2 separate regions of the Hordeum vulgare genome follow, and region 1 is linked to region 2. Evidence: chromatin contacts called from public Hi-C data. All regions are on one chromosome and are shown on one strand. The core of a region is the stretch at or near the end of the contact, and the rest is flanking DNA. Distances in the headings are between cores, read along the strand shown.

Evidence for each region. A called contact is a pair of places that touch in the nucleus more often than the background predicts.
Region 1: a Hi-C map of seedling shows a contact between it and region 2, with 2.1 times the contacts expected there. The contact joins two enhancer-like sites. A contact is called at or near these places in 2 of 6 Hi-C or Micro-C datasets (leaf and seedling).

The regions. Positions count from the first base shown.
Region 1 is chr5H:496,224,070-496,227,470 of MorexV3_pseudomolecules_assembly, reverse strand. No RefSeq gene overlaps it. Among protein-coding and RNA genes, the nearest start is that of LOC123396728, 13 kb to the right of the region's middle. Within about 2 kb of position 1,815, at least 3 of the 3 cell types and tissues checked have open chromatin away from gene starts, as enhancers often do. A contact at or near this core is called in seedling, where this site is marked.
Region 2 is chr5H:496,044,681-496,048,093 of MorexV3_pseudomolecules_assembly, reverse strand. No RefSeq gene overlaps it. Among protein-coding and RNA genes, the nearest start is that of LOC123396721, 98 kb to the right of the region's middle. Within about 2 kb of position 1,308, at least 2 of the 3 cell types and tissues checked have open chromatin away from gene starts, as enhancers often do. A contact at or near this core is called in seedling, where this site is marked.

The DNA of each region.
Region 1 (3,401 bases), core at 566-3,065, 180 kb before region 2:
AACTAGGTTTTATAGGAGAAGAAATGAATGCTAGGTCCAATCGGGAGCGACCCAAAACCGAGGTCGCGGCATCGCCATTGGATTGGAGGTTCGGGGTGTGGGATGGGGCACCGGCGCCAAAGAAAAAGAGCTTGTGTGTGTGTGTGTTGGGGGGGGAGGGGGGGTAGCGGCGGCCGCTGGACAACAAAGGTGGTGGCTTGTGGAGGGCGGAGCGGCGAGATGGTGCGACAACGCCGCCAGCCGGCGACATCTGAGGGTGGTGGAAGCAAACGAAAAGACACTATTTTTTCCAGACAATTTATGTATAATCGATCCCAAAAAAGATTGATATACCAATGTCATCTGTCGCCCAACAAACTTTTAGGTCGCCAAGACTCAATACTGGACATGCATGAACATGTTGATTGTCTGATGAGACAGTCCACCACACTACCAAGTACGCTATTTTCATAGCCTCAAAAAAAAAGGTTATTCCCCCCTTGGCATGCATGCGTATTACTTTCCTCCGTTTTTAAATATTTTATTTTAAGTTTTTTAATATAAATTACGCCTAAAATAAAATGAATGAATCTATATTTTAGTATCAGGTGTAGGGGTGGGCACTATAAAACCGAAAACCGAAAAACCAAACCGAACCGAACCGTATTAACTGATTTCTCGGTTTATTTGGTGGTTTGATTTTTGGTTTGGTGGGAAATTTTAGGGTTGTTCGGTGTTTTGTTTTTGTTCGGTTTTTGGTGCCCGGAAACCGAATAGACAGAACAAACCGATATGAGGGATACCCCATGTAATACCTTGTTTCTGAAAGTGCAACAGTATGGAGGCATCACACATTTCTCCGCACATAATACATTTCACGTTCCATGTGCTTTTTTAACTTAATTATGGTTACTAGTTTGCTTGGCCGAATAAACCATAGAATGATATTAACGTTGCTAGAACTTGTGATTATCCTTTTGCATATTATACAAACCAAATCAATGCTCTCGAGTCATTACACTTATACTAACAAGTGCATGAATTTTGGTTTTTGGGTTAACCGAACAAACCGAACCGATATATTATGGTTAATATGGTTCGGTTTCTAAATTTTGAATGATTATTTCGGTTTCTATTTTTCCAAAACCGAAATTATATAGAACCGAATAAACCGAACCGTATTAACCATATAAACCGAACGGCCAGCCCTAATCAGGTGTACTCGCACAGTAGCCAGGGATCCTTTGCTTTCATGTGTGTCACAGACACAGTGCATGGCGCCATGCACGTTGGCGCGAGCGGTGGGATCGTCCTGCACCTGCACCTGCACGGCCGTGCCATGATTAATCGCCCCAAACTTTCACGGCCTTAATGATCGGATCGGCGTTAGGTCCGTGCTGCCGGGTCTGAAATGACAAGACCAAAGCGGGAAAACCACGCACCGCCCGGCAGCACGCACCCAGTATGGCTGGATTGGGTCTCTGGTCTTGGCCACACCATTGGTGATTGGCCGGCGCCACCTATGGCTAGGCTAGAGATGAGGTACGTAGCGTAGCCAGGGCTCACCTACTAGCTTTGCTCTGTACCAGCACAGGGCGCGGTCGTCGCGGCTGCCTCGACACGGCACGAGGGGGTAGATCCCGTTCCGTCCATGCACACATGACGATGGGGTGATTATCCGGAAGCCTATGCATGCATGCATGCACACATGTGTGTCGACGTTTGCTGTTGCGCTGAAATCGGAATAGTGGTAGTTTGCTCTCTCTCTCTCTTGCATCGCATGCCACCAACCAAACATGCATATGATATCAACTTCCGGCCTACATGGACCAGTGTGTGCTGTAGTAGCTGCTTGCCCGTCGCTATAATACATGTAGTACTACTCCGTACATATCACAAGATATATAGCTCTCCCACACAGTCACAATGGGGATGTGGTTCGATGCCAAAAAAAAAAAACTGGGAATGAATGTGGTATAGCTGAAAAAAGAACACTAGCTTCCAAAGAAGCAGCACATGGTTGTGAGGACAATGGCAATCAATCAGTGGGGAGAGTAACAAAATAAGTGGCAAAGTTACAGGACTTGGGCATGAACCCCCCCTATAATCCCAATCCAGTGCCCGGCCTTCCAAGCTCCCGGGAGGCGAGCTGTCTCCTCCCTGCGCCAAGTGTTCATGATCCTGTGATCTTATCCAGAATCGGTTCCTGGCTACAAGTCTCCGTGTGTACGTACACATCCTATCTTCTCGCATTCACACACACATGCCAGCTTCAGTTTCTGCGCACCAACATATCCTGACGAGAATGAGTAGGAGGAAAACCTGGTCACAGATGGATGCACATGCATGCACGCGCGCAGATATGCACGTACTGTACTTGTGAGCGCATGCGGATCGTAGCTCGTAAGGAATGATACGATCTCCATGGATGAGAGAGGGAGAGAGAGAGAGAAGGGGGAGGAAAAGACCAAGGCGATGGATGGCGATGATGATGGCAAGGGATCTCCAGTCCAGCCCATGTGTGCCCGGCCCTGGACCTACGAATTCGTCCTGCTCGGCCTTGAGTTGGGGGCATTCAATCCGCCCCACCCCCATGTTCTGTGGGCGCCATTCGATTTCGAGGCCCCTGCAGCTGCAGGGGAGGGCACCGGCCACCATGTATTTCCTTATCACCAAGCCCTGCGCTGCGCCGCTGTCCGGTTAAAAGAGGCCAGTCCGGCCGGCCGGCTGAACTTGAACATGCATGCCAGCAGGCAGCAGGCAGCAAGAGAGGCTAGCTAGCTTGGCTTGGACAGATGCATGCATTGCCCTTCTGGTGCAAATGTGCCACTATCAACTTCATCATTCCCGTCAGACATTGATGCTCCCTGCCTTGTGCCTTTTGGCAACCTTTGCAGTTATTGCCCGGTTTAAACATGGCCTCTAGTTCGCTACCCGTGGCCTACGGCGTCAGCGCCATGGGGGCACACGGATAGCCTGTTGGGGCAGGCCGTTGTGGCGGCTCGCGGTTGGCCGCCTATGGAATGTACTCCATTTCCTCTGCAAATATTTTTTTTTTCATTTTGCGGGACATTTCCCCTGCAAACCTTGATGATAGAAATACACTCCTACTGTTCCACGAACCTTGATTATAGTGCATGCGTGTTACGTACATAGTTGAATAATTGAGCCATTAAGTTAGATCCAGAAAAAACAGTACATAAACACATGATTAACATATATAATAGAGATGATAATCGAATCAAGCAACAGATTGTTGAAATTATTCTTGCAATCGGGAAGAATAGGGTGAAGCATCATATTCTCATCGATTGCTACCGCTACTAGACGTCTAGACGAAACACAAACCCAAACAGAAGGGCTAAGAATACATATGACTCAACGGAAGAAGAAGCCTTCGCAGCCGAGCATCATGTTATAGA
Region 2 (3,413 bases), core at 59-2,558:
GCAATGCCGCCCATCCGTCCGTCTATCGGCGCTCGCTCGCCACCATTAGCCAGTGCACGCGCCCTCCCGTGGGTGGCGCATGCATGGATGGACCGGCCAGCTCGACCGAGCTCCCCGGCCCGCGCGCGGTGCGCGACCAGCTAGACTAGATTGGTGGCCGCCAGCTACGGGCGGCGTCGTCCTGGCCTGGGCTAACCGAACGGAGCAGAACAGCTCAACGACGCTACGGAGCGGCACGCGCGCATGCGCATGCGGGAGCAGGACCATGGCATGCATGCGTCATGCGTGCATGGACGAACGGCCGGACGTACCGGCGCGGCCAATGGCGCGGCGACAGGCGCGGCGGCAGCGGGCGCGCGACGTACCGACCGGCGGATGGGCGGTCGGTCGCTGGGATCGATGATAAAGGCCATGCACGGGCGCTTGATTCGATCGATCGCCCGGTGATCCATCCGCCTGGAGTGGGGGATCCGCATGCACATGCACGAAAAAGATCGTGTAGTGGCCTGGCCTAGTACGTGGGGGTCCGGCTCCTGCTCTCCCCCGCTCGCCCGCGCGCAAAGCCCGCCCCCAGCGGATTACGAGAGTGACGCAGCGTCTAACACATGCGCGCCCGCCCCCCCTGTTGCCATGCCATTTGCCATGCATGCATGGTGGCCTGCGAGCTTCGTCGGTTGGTCGTGGTTGATCAACAACCTAACCTGTGGCTGTAATGCAAGGTCGATACGTAGACACGCATGCACCATGGCACCGTCCCGAGCTCTACGTACGTACGTCGTCGCCTAGCTAGCTAGCATGCATTTTCATTTTCAGCAGGTCGATCGAGCTGGTGGTACTAGCTAGACTACGCAGTGAGTAATTAACCACCCCCGGTGTGGTGTAACGTAAAGGTTGTCGCACGACGCCAATGATGGGTGAGCCCGGCGGTGTGATGGCATCAATGCGACAGGCCCGCACGAGCGGTCCGGTGCGGCTCGGGCTCTAGACTTACGTGTCGGCATCCGCCACGCCGACCGCGCCGCAGGGGGGCAGGCCACTTCCACTGCGTCCCCCACGCGCGAGCCAGGACGTCCGTCCGTCCTCCCGTGTCAGGCCCAGAGGCAAGCCTGTGATTAACTAGTAGCCAAATTACAAGCGCGGCGCGGATCTATCCCTCTTCCCTTCCCTGCCGAGCGCCCGGCCGGCCAGCCACCAACCGGCGAGGCGACCGGTCGACGGAGCCAGCCAAGGTACGCACCAGTGGTCAGTGGACGGTGCATGCGAGGGACCATGCGTGACACGACGCGCCAGTGCCAGTGGCGGTGGTTACGCTACATACACACACAGGGGCGGTTGGTTGCTTAAGGCCTGGCTAGCTAGCTAAGCAGGGACCGGCCCGTCGGTTTGGAGTTAATGTCAGCTAGCTGGCTGATTAGCAGCACGGCGCGCGGCACTGTTTCCCGGAGGGGACAGCTCGGCCGTGTCGTGCCCTGGGGGAGAGGAGCACCGGGCGATTTGACCCGGGGGCCGTGTCTGTCGCCCGCTCCCCGGCTGCACCCGTGCCCGCCCCCGCCTCCGCTCCCACGCCCGCTGCATGCGCATGCCTGCGTACGTGCGTCGACCAACCACCGCTGGCTGGCAGTGCCAGTGCCACACGTACGTACGTCGATCGATCTCTTGCTATCTGTAGGTAGATTATTGGTTGCTGTGTACTGTTCCCAGGACATCCCGGGGAGCCAGCCCTGGCTCTCTCAACACTGTAACGCTGCGCGCCAACTTCACTTGCCCCTTGTGGCTGCTCATAAGTTGGACGACGTACGCGCCCACTAGATTATTATCCCGATCTATCCTAAGCATATACTGTGTGCATGGAGTGTTGACCTAGGTAGGTACGTACGTGCCCGTATCTTGAGAGAATCGAAGCGCATTGTTATAGCAGATCGCTTGTAGTTTTCAGCATCTCACTCGGCCTGCTTGGCCCTTCGTCACCCCGTCCCGTCGACCCGATTTGAATTTCGAAGACGATCTCCTGGATCCAAATATATTCAGGTTCCTGCCAGTGATCTTGGAGCAGGCCAGGAGCCACCCAACCCCGTGCATTATTGATCCCGTCATCTCGTAAACAACTCTGCTTCCCGTTGAAAAACTTGCCCGTACGTCCTCGGTCCCGGGCTCCTCTGGACTCAGACTTCAGAGTGCTGTGGTGGCTATCATCTCTTGCTTCAATGCAGGTTTTCTGCTTGTTGCTGCTTTTGTCAATTGTACGCTAGCCGATGACTAATTGACTACACCATATCGTGGAAGTGCTGCTAATGACTCAAATTTGGACGCTTCCGAGAGAGTTAATCGGGGTGCAGTTTTGATAAGACGGGACAGGAGAGTGTCCTGTCATTGTTAATGCGGAGTGATCCTCGTCGATCGCGCGGGATCTCCTCTCAGAAATCGCTCCAGCAAGGCTGCGTCAACTATGACGCGACTCAAGTGAGCTGCACTCTTTCTGCATCCCAACATATTATCATGCAGATTTTTTTTTCATATGCTTTACGATGCATGCTTCGTACTTTTATCCTCGGTACAGTCGTTTCTACGCGTTCGTGCTTGATTGTTTCGTAAAGTAAGCTGCTGCCTCTCTATTATGATGGCATCGTACGTCCTTCCAGGAATTTGGCTTCTCGCTGCCGAATAATAGCCACAGGTCGCACATTGGACGTGATCGTGTAGGCTGTTCAAGAGACACCGAGTGACAGGTCAATTAGTGAATAATAGGTGATGATGGCTGTAGCATGCTCTCTGCATTGTCGGGCTGTAGCCGTAGAAATGGAGGGCCTACGAGGAGTTCTTGTTGTACCGCCCGTGCTTTCGCAGTTGTACGCCCTCTCTTTCTAGACCTCCTTTTCGAGGCAAAATTCACAAATTTGATCCAGAATTCAAAGGATTTCACGAACTGAACTATTTAAAAAAAAAATATTCAGCTAACCCTTTTGTGTGACGCCCGACAGTCAGGCGCCACACTACACTGTGTGACACATGTGCCTTAGGCGTCACACAGTATAGTGTGGCGCTTATGCCTTAGGCGTCATACTAGGTCTCAGGCCTTATGCTTGTATAAATATATCTCCACTGTATGTTTGAAAATGGTTTACCGTACATTAGAAAGAGTTCACTATATATATAGATAACATGTGCATCGTATATGAAAAAATAGTTCAACCTACATTAAATAAAGTTTGGGCTGTATTAATAAATGTTCAATATATATAAGGCGAAAAATAAGAAAAAACAACTCCCCAAAATACCAAAGACTACAAACAAAGGTTAACAGAAAAACATAGAAACAAAACAAAACAAAAAAACACTAAAGAGAAAAAGGAAAAAGCCAGAAAGAAAAAACAAAAACAAGGGAAACGAAATGCAAAAATATAGCATGCGCGTGC